2 separate regions of the Mus musculus genome follow, and region 1 is linked to region 2. A link is a contact called in public HiChIP or PLAC-seq data. All regions are on one chromosome and are shown on one strand. Each heading gives the region's core, a stretch centred on a gene start, on an enhancer-like site or on the middle of the called end of the contact. The rest is flanking DNA. Distances are from core to core; before and after follow the strand shown.

Region 1 (7,220 bases), core at 2,996-5,495, 530 kb after region 2:
AAATAGCTTTAAGGATTTACTTCAGTGGTAAAGCACTTATCTAGCAACCGCAAGGTCCTGGGTTCAGCCCTCGGCTATAGGGGAATAAAGGAAAAGGCATCTTAATATAATTGACAATAATTTGTTACTAAGAGGCTTGTGTATATTTATATGTAAATAGAAGTAAATTTGCTATCATCATATGTCATTTAACAGAGGTTTTCTGAAAAAGACGTTAACAAGATTGTCAATAGTATATACATTTTCATAACAAAATGTAAATATAAAACCTATGTCACTTTTTGTGTGTTCCTGAAATTTAATAGCTAAGCTGTATATTGGCATATTGATAAGAATTAAGTTCTGATAGGTGAATTGAGCTATAAGTAAAAGTATGAATTGGAGAGATTTGTCAATTAAGACCTTTCTGTTGCTTATTTTTCAGAAAGTGCACCCCATGGAAAGTTCTTCACTCATCCTTTCTCTTACATAGACCTATACCCTTGGGCAGGGCACCAGGATTGGTGCACTTGCCTAGCCATCAATCCTGGGTTTTATCCCTAGCAAGAAAATGTAATTAATTAAGTAAGTAAACAAATGAAATGAAGGGCCAGAAAGATGGCTCAGCAAGTGAAAGTGCTCGCTGCCAAGCCAGGTGACCTGAAATTGATCCTCCAGAGCCCACGTGAGGGAAGGAGAAAATTGCTACCCATACTTCATCTTCTGACCAGCAAATGTTCAGCATGGTATAGACGCACTAAGATAGACATACAAAAGTTTAAAAGTAGGTAAAAAATAAAAATACCTCACAGAGTAATGGATTAAATTTCTAAATATTGCAAGAAAATTAGAAGCGTGCATATGAAAAATAGATTCTGACCGAGAGAGCCTGTCAGAGCATGTTTCTCACTGTTTGTCTACCAGACCTTCCTGAGTCCCCTACCTGGGATGTTCAGTGCATTTATCACTATGAGGTTCATCATTGTGTACACAAAAAATTACAATGAGCACTTACTGATGACTTACTGTGTTACATGTATTTATTTGCTGGGCATCTGCTATTCTTGAAAAATCCATTTATCAGAAAAAGTCCATAATTTTATGCATCCTGGATTTTGAGATTCAAGAATTGAGATTTAAGTAATGGCTTCCTGTACTTCTACAAAGCACATAGTAGCATGCATTAATATCCAAATGAATAAGAGGGTAATGGGAGAATAATGAGACGTCATTCATGATCCTTTCTTTCCTTTTTATCATCATTTGTCGGGTATAAGTTTGTTCAATATCATAAGATCCAGAGTGGAATCGGTATAAAAAAATTGCATTCTGCACTTTACATAGATAACTTACACTGTGCGAATGATCCATGACTCATTCTTGAGCAAACAGTGAGAATATTAAATACACTTCATTATCACAGCCACAAGCAAAATAGCTACTATCCTTAAAAATGTAATAACTGATTATTACCTAGAAAAGAAAATTACACAATTTGAATCAGCAGCCATTTTTTTTTTGTATTGTAAGATGTGACTGTACACAATCAGGGCATTATCAGAATCTAAAGAGAAAGATAGTACACAAATTTTTTTATGTCTCAATTTTGTCCCAATAAAAATTAGATAGTCAAAATAATTTAAAATATTTATATTGTTTAATATTCTTTATTTGATTTATTATCAAATAATATATATACTATATATAAAGAAAATATACATAGTATATATAGAATAATATGTATACATATATATGTATATGTGTGTATGTGTGTGTGTGTGTGTGTGTGTGTATAGTAATGACTAAAACTTCAAAAAGGCGCAAGCATAACAATGAAATAAACCTATAGGAAAGCATATGTTAAAAGGTTAGTAAAGGGAAGACAAACAATTATTGGCTCTTTGTTGTATACTATATACTAACCACCTTTATATTTTCTGTTAATTTCTTTTCTCATAGCATATCTGTGACCTGAGTTATATTTTAAAGAGGACAATTGACTTTAAATTTTAGTATTAGGCCAATTTTATTTATCTATGTTACAACATCCAATACCAAGTTAGCTAACCAATAAGTTTCTTACCAGATATGTAAATATTTTCTGTCATAAAAAAAAAACATAATTTAGGAGAAACAGAAAAAATACTTTTCTAGTTTTAGAAAACATATCTGGCTCTATATCTGTGAGCATCAAAATCATCAAAAACTATATTTAACACTAGGGTCAATAGAATATCGTTCATTCTAGAAAGTTTCTGTGTCTCGCCAATTTATAGATTTAATTTTGCTTACAGTTCTGTATTAAATTCATTTTAATGTGTCTTTTAAACATGTAGGAATCAACTTGATATTGCAGGAGATTAGAAGAACCCCTCCATAGTATTGACAAAGAGGCAAAGGACAGCATAGGTGGAATCATAGGGTGTCTAGAATTTGTTCCAAAATATTCTGTGGCGGGGAAGCTTCCATCAAGAAAAGAAATCTTAGTCAACGTGCCATTGACACCATGACCAAGGCAACTCTTATAAAGGAAAGTATTTAATTGCGGCTTGCTTACAGTTTGAGGAGTTTATTTTGCTCATTATCATCATGGTAGAGAGAATACACAGGCAGCCGTGGTGCTGGAAGAGATGCTCAGAGTCTTAGATCTGGATCTTCAGGCATCAGAAGATGAGAAAGGGACAGTGGACCTTCCTTGAGCTTTTAAAACCTCAAAGACCACCCCCAATGACACGTCTGTACAACAAGGCCACACCTCCTAATTATTCTCAAGTAGTACCACCCCCTAATGACTAGCCATTCAATATATGTGAGAATGTGGCAGCATTATTATTTAAACCAGAACAGGAGATAAATTTTTAAAGGCTTTGAGTTGACTGTTCTCTTAAGCTAGATGTTAGACATTCATTGTTGGCTGCTTTTTTCAATGAGTTTATGAATGTTTTACAATTTGGCAGTTATCCATTTGTGACTGCCCTACCTGGCCTCCCTGGCTTTTGTCCTGCCTTGTTCTGTGATTTTCATGTTCTCTCAGCTTTCTGCCTACACACATCACCACAGGCTTCCTCTGTACTACCACTGCCCTTGGCCCAGACTTCTCTCTCTCCACTTGTCTCCTGTCTCTCCAGTTAGAGAGAGTTGTAGATCTTCTCGAACAGTGTAGCCATCATGTTTTCCTGGAATTGCCACATCTTAACAGACTCTAGGTAGAGAGATGAATTATCTTGGTCATGTCTAATCCTTTATGTTAGTGGCATAGTAAAAGTTGGACCCAAAGAAATGTTTCCACACCTTTGCTTTAGATAATACCAACCTCCTGTCTCCATGTCCAGAAATAATACACTGCCCACAAGGGAGAAATCAGTCAGTCACATTTTACTCCATCAGTGGCAAATGGTCAGGGTAAATCAAGCATGCAGTTGTTTTTCTGCTCCCTCCTGTGTTGCTAACTTCACAATTACATGTGTGATTAAAAGTTGAAGGGAGGAGCTGCGTAGATGTCTTTTATTATTTATTTACATTTACAATGTTCCTGTCCCAGTTTCCCCTCTCCAAACTCCCTATCCCACCCTGCCCCCTGCTTCTATGAGGGTGTTCCTCCACCTACCCACTCACTTCCTCTCACATCACCACCCTAGTATCCCCCTCCAAAGGACTAAGGTCCTCCCCTCCCCTTGATGGCATCATATGCATATGCATATCTGCTAAATATGCAGCTAGAGCCATGGGTCCCTCTATGTGGACTCTGGTTGGTGGTTTAGTCCCTGGGAGCTGTTGGTTGATATTGTTGTTCTTCCTATGGAGTTGCAATCCCCTTCAGCTCCCTCAGTCCTTCCCCTAAATCTTCCATTGGGGTCCCTTTGGACTGGAAGCATCCTCATCTATATTGGTCAGGTTCTGGCAAAGCCTCTCAAGGGACAGCTATACCAGGCTCCTATCAGCAAGCACTTCTTGGTGTCAGAAATAGTGTCTGGGTTTGGTGTCTGCAGATGGGATGGATCCCTAGTTGGGGGGCGGGGGGCGGTCTCTGAATGGCCTTTCCTTTAGCCTCTGCTGTACTCTTTGATCCTGCATTTCCCTCAGATAGAAGCAATTCTGGGTTAATGTTTTTGAGATGGTGGATGGCTCCATCCCTTAATGGGGTGGAGGTGGGGGCATGCCAATGTCTTAAGCATCCAGATCATTTACTGCTATTGCAGACAATGTGGGTTTGGTTCCAAAGCCCCACATCTGGAAGCTCACAACTACCTATAACTCCAGTTCCAGAGACTCTGAGGCCATCTGGACTCTACAGGCATCTGCACTCATGCAGTGCTCATAAACTCATGCAGGTACACTCTCATTCATATAAATAAAAATATTAAGTAAGTCTTTCAAATGAGTTCAAGGAGGGAAAAGAAATCAGAAGCAGAAGGTGTCAAACTGGCATCCTTAGAAACCTCTTTTAGTAGCTGCTTTTGATTGGTGCTAACCTTGTCACTGGAAAGCTGACTTTAACAATGCCTGAGACTATGCTTAGAGTAGAGTATGAAGAATAGAAAGCTCGTTATCATGCTAGGCATGAGCAGTTTTTCAGAAGTACTCACTGACCTTTGGTAGTTTCTATCTGGAGTAAAGATTATTTTTGGCATGAATCAAACTTTTTAACGATAAAGTTAAGCTGCTGTCAGGGTTGTTTTGCAAACATAAATGAGAAAATTAAATATGTCATTCTTAAATACGGTTTTTATTTTAGGACCTATTATTCTCACATGAAGTCTTTCGTGAAGAGTGGAGAAATATGACTTACACTAGTCCTGAAACTTGTTAAAGCAAAATAATAATACCGTATTTTATTTTTCTTAAAGAGGATATATATATATATGGAAAATGATCAATTGAATTTTAAGCAAATACAAATTAGCATAAAATTTACCTTCATAACAATAAGGTATGAAGCTCAATTATAACACTGTATGATAGGAAAGAAAAAATGAGTAGAGAGGTAGCACAAATGCAAAAACCAGTGAGGACATTATTGTGATGAAATATGGTTTTTACCTTATGTTCACTTTAGAAACCATTTGTCTCTGTATTTTATGTATGCTGTTTTTATGCACTGCTCAGTGTTGACAATATTATTTTTATAAGCATATATCTACCTTTGAAGTGAGACAGAAAAAAAAAAAAGCCTTTCATACCAACATATTTGCTAGCTTCAACCTTAATCATCAAAAGCAGGTTGAAGTCTAGTTTGACAGCTAAGTGCAGAACACTGACCTGGTCCTAAGGTTTGAGTGTGATACAGCAACATAAGTTTATCTGCCTAAGGACTTCTCAGCGAACCAAACCAGAGGGACCTCTAGGAGGTGGTGGAACCTTGATGAGGTGGGGTGCCATAGAAAATAATTAAGTGGTTGTTGTGAGGCCCTCAGAGAAGCTGAGAACAGTAGGTACCCTAAGCCCTTATCCTGTTTAATATCTAGGCTGTAAGGAGGTGGGGACCGCATATCTCTCCCTACTTACCAAAATCTGATGCCTTGTAACTGGCTCATAAGCAAGGGGCCAAGTGGCAAGAACTGATATTTCAATAATAAAATAAACATTTCTTCCTTATCAATGCTCTCATCTTGGTTGTGTGTTATAGAAAAAAAAAAAAAAAGATGGTTAACACAGTTAGCAGTCAGGGCTCTGGTTTCAATTTCCAACACACAAGCTAATTCAACCTGAGACTTTAATACACACATACACACACACACACACACACACACACACACACACACACGTATATGTATATGTATATACCATATGGAGGTCAGAGGACTGTTTTATTTTAATGTGGAAAGGAGTTTTCTCATCCCACCTCTATCTGGGTTCCAGGGTACAGGGTGGGTCTTCAGGCAAGGACATTTATCTGTTGAGACCACCCTGCTCTTTCCCTTTTGATCTCTGCATATTTCTCCATCAGAGTCATCTCTCCAGTGCTTCTGATGCTGTCAGGACAACTAAGTCAGGCCTTCACTTAGGATACTTCAAAAAACTGAAGCCTGTGTCTCCCCACTGGAACTCCGTGTGCCCAATTTTAAGCCTTTCTTTTTGTGCTTAGCCCCTAGAACCCATAATATAGTTGATGTAATTGCGATTACTGCTTACGTTTTCCCCATCTACTTAAGGATATGAATTAGCACTTTATTGTGTGATAAATGCAAACTACTTTAAAGGGTACCTGTGACTGATGAATTATTAATGAAAGAATGAATCTGTAATTAAAATAGCTAAACATTGCTAAATACTTAATTTTGTACCAAACACTGTTCTCATTAGTTCGTATTTACAGATTCATACAATGTGCACAATAACCTCTGAGGTCAGCGCTTTTATAAACCCATCATACAAATGAGGGGATTGAGGTCCTGGTGCCTTATTAGTTGCCCTGGGCAGCTAAGGAGTGTCAGAAGCTGCATGCTAATAGAGGAAGCCTGAGACAAGAAGTGCGATCTTCTAAGTGGCTTGCCTCTAGTTGAAGAAAACAAATGTATATTTTCATAAGCAAATGGCTCTCAACCTCTTAGTATCTCTAGACTTTTGAAAAGTCATGCTCCACACACCTAGGCAACAATGTCTTCCTGCAGCAGCTTCCCAGGTGGCACGGTAGAGATGCTACTGGATTCCTTCTTACTGTCTCTACTGTCATCCTAATGACAGCCACTCAGATTGTCATTTGAAAAACTCTTCAGCGCCCCAAGCTGTCAATCTCTTCGTACTAAAACGTGGGTTTGGGCTATAAGCTATTAAATGTCTTACTCTCTCAATTCTATGGTTCTGTGAAATGTCTTTTTGCTCTCAGATGTGCAAGTGAGGTATTGGGAAGTAGAGAGAGAGAGAGAGAGAAAAAAAAATAAAACCTTTGCCCTACTGAAAGCTGGTCAAATCCTTTCTATATTTGAACCCCAGTAGAAATTGCATGGGGTTCTTCAATGAATAGAAATTAAATGAAAGTTGAAAAGACATTGAAAGGAGAAAAATACTCCTTTTTCAGAATCCACAATAGCCTGACAGTTTCTCTACAGCTCTGGGCTCTATTGACCAGACTAAAATTTTTTGCATTTTTGACATGCCCAGCACACAGTGTCTTAGATTTTTATTTCAAAGTATGACTTACTCTTCTTTCTCATTTTTTTCTCCATTTACAAGAGTATCTTCTCCTTGTATCCTCTCAGTATGGATGAACTACACAACACTAGGCCCACAGTCTCTGTTTT
Region 2 (6,307 bases), core at 3,743-6,242:
GTGGAGCCTGTCCAGACCAGACAAGGGAGAGAGAGAGAGAGAGAGAGAGAGAGAGAGAGAGAGAGAGAGAGAGAGAGAGAGAGAGAGAGAGAGAGAGAGAGAAAGAGAGAGATGCTCTGTATAAGCCTGCAAGCTGATGTCTTGTGAGGCCATGCCAGTGCCTGGCAAATACAGAAGTGGATGCTCACAGTCATCTATTGGATGGAATACTGAGCCCCCAATGAAGGAGCTAGAGAAAGTACCCAAGGAGCTAAAGGGGTCTGCAACCCTATAGGTGGAACAACAATATGAACTAACCAGTACCCCCAGAGCTCTTGTCTCTAGATGCATATGTAGCAGAGGATGGCCTAGTCAGCCATCAATGGGAGGAGAGGCCCTTGGTCTTGTGTAGATTATATGCCCCAGTACAGGGGAATGCCAGGGCCAGGAAGTAGGAGTGGGTGATTTGGGGAACAGGGCAGGGGTGGGGGAAGATAATGGGGATTTTCAGAGAGGAAACTAGGAAAGGGGATAGCATTTGAAATGTAAATGAAGAAAATTCTAAATCCCCCCCATATTTAAAAAAAAAATGCCTGCAAACTGCTTAGAGAGCTCCAGGTTTCCATGTCCGGTAGGCTTTCCAGTGATACAGTTGCTTTGGACTCACCCCAGCTCCTTCCCTAAGTAAACTCTTGTGCATACTCCTGTCAGAAACCTTAGATAAAACCTCATGGAGTCACCAAAGTGGGTACTGTTGCAGTTCTTACTTTATTCTATCAGTGGGCTCCCTTTTTTAGGTGAGTAGATGTGTGTGTGTGTGTGTGTGTGTGTGTGTGTGTGTGTTTTGTCTCCCCAAGAAATTTTGTCACACAATTTCTTCATGGTGTACATTTTTGTAAGTTGCATTTTTGTTGGCAGAAGCTATTTACTAATGTTTATCTACTATTTCTATCTATTCTGCACACCCAATTTTTCAGTGTTTTAAATGAGATTGGAATCTCATGAATGATGTTCAACACTTTATTGTACTTACTGATTTGCAAAGAATCCTTGGGTCAGGAAAGTTTAAAAGTTATTATGTTTTAATGTTTTCTTTTCCCAATTAATTAGTATTCTCGGTTTTAAAATTTGAATTTCTTTCCATCTGGTTACTATTGATTTGCCTCAGATTAAATATCAGGTGTGCCAACTCTTTCTAGTATCCTGGAGTAAACAACCCCAAAACACCATCCAAGTATTCCTGGAGCTACTTTGTATCGAGGGTCTGTGCTTTAAGTAATCTGCTTTTGTCTTTTCTCTAACATGAAGAAGTCCAGTATAATTGGGTAGATGAAAATGCACAGAACTTACTTTGCTCTCATAGAGGACTCACCTGAGAATATATCAGCAAGAATCACAGATTTACTACCTGGAGAGAGAGGTTTAATCAAACGTAGAAGACTATGCTCATCATATCAAAAGTGACTTGAAAATACAGAGGTTGAGTTTAAAATATGGATAACTTCTGGAAACAGTGTAATTTGACACACAGCTAAACTACACATGCAATCAATACTCCTACTTGCACTGTGTTTAAAAAAAAATAAGCTGTTTTTATTACCTTTTCCCCCATCACTAAGTAGGATCTTTGAAATTCTTTATTTTTGGTCCATGTCCACATTGGCTAGCTAAGGAGTCTATAAGTAACATTTTTACTTATAGACTCCTTAGCTATAGCTATAAATTATTTATATTTGTCTTCCTGCTGCCATCACTAATAGTATGTAATATCTTTGATTTACTTCATACCTTATACACTTAAAAATATTCTATTATTTTTCTAAATAAATTCACTAAGCATATGGTAAATAGGAACTGAGTTGTTTCCATCTTGCTTCCTTTACAACTAAGAGTCTCTTGTCACAGTTTGCTAGTCTAGTCTTGGTGAAGCCCTTGTTTAAGTCACAAGTGAGTCCAGATGTCAATTTGTATTTACGTATCCAAGGGCGCTTATAAATGTCCTGTATTAAGGGAATAAAAGCAGCCATACTTGAGCCTATGAAAATCTACTTGGTCAGAACTCAGCCATTAAATCTCTTTGACTTTCTATTTCCCCCACTCCCAAATGAATTACTAGATACACAAAGAGCATATAATATATAGTATATTCTTTCCCAATATAGCTTGGAACTTACCTTTAAGAGAGCTCTTATAATCTGAGAAGATATAGTGACATGCAGCTAATTATTTGAAAAGAGACCAAAATAAGCAGGACAACATAGGCATTGTGGTAGAGGTACCATCACAGTGCTGTGTGAGCTAGTTAGCTGCTTAGTCACATTTTCGTTCCCCATGACAGCATGCCTATAAAAGTAACCTCATGGGAGGGAACGTTCATTTTGGCTTACAGTTTTGGAGGCCTCAGTCTAAGCCTAATTGTCTTTGTTGTTTTGATATTTACGATACAAAACAATACCTCTGATTGTATAACAAAACAAAGCTGTTCACCTCCGTGACTGGGATACAGGGTACTTGGTGGGAAGGTCCCTGGATCCTCTACAAGGTTCCATCTTCAAGGTTCTAACATCCTTAGAGCAAGCCAACCTCTTAAAAATTCTACTACCCCACAAAATCATCAGTAGCTGGAGACCAGCCTTTAACATAAAGTCCTTTGGTGGATACTTAGGATCCAAACTGTAGCAGAGAAGATAATGGCTATGGTGTGTGTAGCATATACCATATGTTACAAAGGCTTTTTCTCACCTTGGGATAGCTAAGAAAGGGGTTCTTTAGAAAATCTGGTGGGGGGGGAGGGTAGGGGGGACTTTTGGGATAGCATTGGAAATGTAATTGAGGAAAATACGTAATAAAAAAATAAAAAGAAAAAAAAGAAAATCTGGCATGTGAGTTGAGCTTTGAAGAATGAAAGAAATTCATTCTTGTGTCAGGGATGATCAGATAATTACGATGATGGTTAGCTTTACAGATCTGCTGGGGTTGTAGTTTCCAACTTGCAAATTCCCACAGGCCAGGAGATCATTATGACACTATACTGCCTCACTATACAGCCTCATTCAACTTGGGAGACCTGAATAGGAATGTGATGTACCTGTTGGTTTCATACAATAAATCCTAGTCACTAGACTATGCTTATATAGAAACTACATCCACAGTCCTTGAAGCGATAAAATGTTATAGGAGAGAAGCGGGGGGGGGGAGGGGGGGAGGAAGGAAGGAAGAAAGAAAGACATTTTTTAACAATTTCATTTACAAAAGCATCCCAAAGAGGTACAATTAGTTGATGAAGGTCACGTGGGCAAACTTTATCACAGCAGAAGGCATGGAGATAGAACCAAGACAGTTTTCTATATCCTTCATGGTAATTTTTATTGTAGTGAAATCAAAATCATTGAGTCTCTAGGTCCTATCTTTTCGTAGAAAGGTGTGCTTTCAATTTTGCAATGAACTTGTACATTGAGGTAAGTTTCAAGAAACATAAAATGGACTCAAAGCAGGCAATGCTTTAGAAGTCAGCACCCGCATAAAGAACACGTGGAGTAATCTGCACCTGAAAAAAAAAAAAAAGACACTGGCAGAACTCCCAGCCTGGTACCTCATTCACCTAGAGCAGAAGAGTGGGGGAGGAGGAGAACGGGAGGGAGGAAGGGAGAGTGAAGAGATTGAGTGGAGAGAGGGGGGGGGGCTAGAGATGAGTGGAAATGGAGAGCAGAGAAGAGAGAGAGAGAGAGAGAGAGAGAGAGAGAGAGAGAGAGAGAGAGAGAGAGAGAGAGAGAGAGAGAGATGCTCCTATCCAGGAGAGAGATACCCTTTGTCTGACAAACCCTGCAAGGGAAGCCTCCCTTAGCCGCCCCACGGTTCCCACCTCCAAGATTCTGCGGAGCGGCTAGGTGGAGCCCGCGCCCGCGGAGCCCTCGCGGACTCCAGATCCGGGTTTTGCCGGCCGCCCCTTTCCCGGCCTTGGAGCCCCCCTCCCTGGTCCTGGGAGCTCTCTCGCCCCGTCACCCCGCCAGAGGCTCACTCGGGCCTCGGCTGCGTTGGCCGCTGCGCTCACGCTGCCTGTCTGCGGGCGCGACCGCCCCCTCCGCCCGCTCGGCCCGCAGCGCTCGCTCCAGTTCCCAGGAGCGGGGATGCAGATGGCACGGCCGGGCCAGGAGGGCGACGCCGCCACCGCTGCCGCCGCCGCCGCTGCTGGCATCTCGCGGACTGCGCGCTGCCTCCGCTCCCGCAGCTGCTACTGCTGCTGCTGCCGCCGCCACCGCCTGTGACTCGCCCCCCCCCCTCCCCTTTCTTTCTTCTCGCTCTCTCTTTTATTTATTTATTTATTTCGTTGGCCTCAGTCTTCTCCCTCCGGGTGTGCGCGCGCGGGCTGCACGGTGTGCTGGGGCAGGAGCTCGCCCCTGTGTGTGCGCGCGAGGGGAAGAGCGTGTGCGTGTCTGGAGGGCGCCCCGAGCCTCAGTGGCTCCGGTGGGGAGTCCAGAAGAGAAAAAAATAAAATTAAATAAAATTAAAAAAAAAAAAAAAAGAGGACCGAAGCCGGCGGCCGAGGAGGAGGTTGGCGGTGACGGCATCGGCTCAGACCCCGGGCCGGGCGATGAAGCTCCCGCATGCCCGAAGCTACCCGGCCTGGCCGGCGAGCTGATAGGCGACCACCGGAGCTCGGGGCTCGCCCCCCGCGGCAGGCACGCAACCCTCGGCGACCCGGCGCCCGCTCTGCCCGCGCGTCCACGCCGTGCACCCGGCAAGGAGTTTGCGCGGCTCGCGCCTGGGCTCTCGGAGCGGGTTGCGGGCGGCAGAGCGGACCCTCTGCTGCCGGAGCACCTCGGGGGCAGCAGGAGGAGGACGGCGAGGAGGACTGGGCGGAGAAGCCACTACTGGTCCTCGCCGCTGCCCCTACCTATCCCCTCCCTCTCGCTCGGAGGCGGAAAGGGGAGGACGAGGAAGAAGAAGAAAAAGAAAGAGAAGGGGGGTGGGGTGGGAGAACTGGATATAAAGATCGGCTGCGGGGGGGGGGATGGTGGAAGATTTTTGGTCTCCTCAGCAGCTGCTTTTCTTGCGGCGGCGGCGGCGGCGGCGGCTGCAGGAGGAGGGAAAGCAGCTCTGGTTATGACTGCCGCATGTTAATAGCTCCCGCTTGGGTCCACCGGCTGCAGCGAGAGACACAGCCTGACTCCGAAGTTGTGCAACTGTGCCCTGAGAGAGACATTTGAACCCTCCTTCTCTTTGCTCCGCTTTTGCCCCCCTGGGGCGTGTGAAGCGAGGAAACGTAAAGGAAGACTAGCATTGGCTTTCCCGGCTTCCCCTTTCTCCATGGCTGTGTAGAAGAAGAAAGGAAAAGAGACACTTTTTGTTGTTTCTTTGACTGGGGTCTCCACCCTCCTGTCGTCTCTGCGGTTTGATCAGTCGTTGCTTGGTGTGACTGGGGTGTCTACAGTGGGACAGGTCCATCTTTTTTCTGTTTTCTTTTTCTTTCTTCTTCTTTTTTTATTTCTTCTTTTTTTGTGTGTGTGTGTGCCCCGGGGCTCAATGGATGGATTGTGGAAAACTGCACCGGGTTGCAGGTTGTTGAGCAACTGATGGGACCATCTCAGGGACCGGCGGTTACGAAAGGTAATTTATTCTTTGCACTCTTCATAATTGTGGTCGCCCTGGTCGGGCGCAGGCGGCGGCATCCGATGGGCTGGCAACCGAGGGGGTGCGGGGTTCACGTACACTCACCCTTCCACTCACACATTCGCCTTCGCACACTCGCCCTCATGCGCACACTCATCTGATCGTGATGCGGGGCGGGAAGGGAGCCTCCTGGCTGGTGGGCGCTGGGGTTTGGCATGGGTTCGAGGTTTTATCAGCTACTGGGCGATTAGGTGCCAGAGGGAGATATAGAGGAGAAGAGAACCAGCGCACTGTCAGTCGCACACGCCGGGTGACAAGAACGAATCCCACCCCGCGCATTTTCCCTGCCCTGTCACCCCAATGCCGTCCTTTAGTAGGGGCAGAAAGCAGCCAAGGGGGCGCCTTTTCTCCGCTAGTCTGGAGCAACACTGGACGTGGGAACGGGTTGGAGGACGAACAGGGACCGGGTGAGGAGCGCAGTTCGGGGTGATGGCGAATGTGTGGTGGTGAGCCTGGTTGATCCTCCCTAGACGCCTGCCTTGGAACATCCAAGGTGGCTGAGATTGCCCAGGTCGCGCCCCTGAGAAGTGGAATCGGGTTGCCTCCAAAAATCTCTCTTGAGTATCTTCCAGCCGGGCAGTTTGATTTCGACCTGAGTGCCTAGGCTTTGTTGAGCGATTTAGCTAGAGAAAGCTGGTCAGTTTCGTGAGTGTCACGG

The links. HiChIP or PLAC-seq counts read pairs in DNA pulled down with a chosen protein or histone mark.
Region 1: an H3K4me3 HiChIP or PLAC-seq map of embryonic limb bud shows a contact between it and region 2, with 2.7 times the contacts expected there. The contact joins the enhancer-like site here to the promoter of Adgrl3 in region 2. A contact is called at or near these places in 3 of 39 promoter capture datasets (the 3T3-L1 cell line and hippocampal neurons) and 7 of 115 datasets of contacts at active chromatin or transcription factors (SST interneurons, embryonic forebrain, embryonic hindbrain and 3 more).

Annotation. Positions count from the first base shown.
Region 1 is chr5:81,546,161-81,553,380 of GRCm38.p6, forward strand. All of the region lies in intron 9 of Adgrl3 (adhesion G protein-coupled receptor L3), which reads left to right. Among named protein-coding and RNA genes, the nearest start is that of Adgrl3, 530 kb to the left of the region's middle. Within about 2 kb of position 4,246, at least 1 of the 459 cell types and tissues checked has an H3K27ac peak or open chromatin away from gene starts, as enhancers often do. A contact at or near this core is called in embryonic limb bud, where this site is marked.
Region 2 is chr5:81,015,760-81,022,066 of GRCm38.p6, forward strand. Adgrl3 (adhesion G protein-coupled receptor L3) reads left to right here and starts at 4,993. Exons shown (of 27, transcript NM_001359828.1): 1 at 4,993-5,586.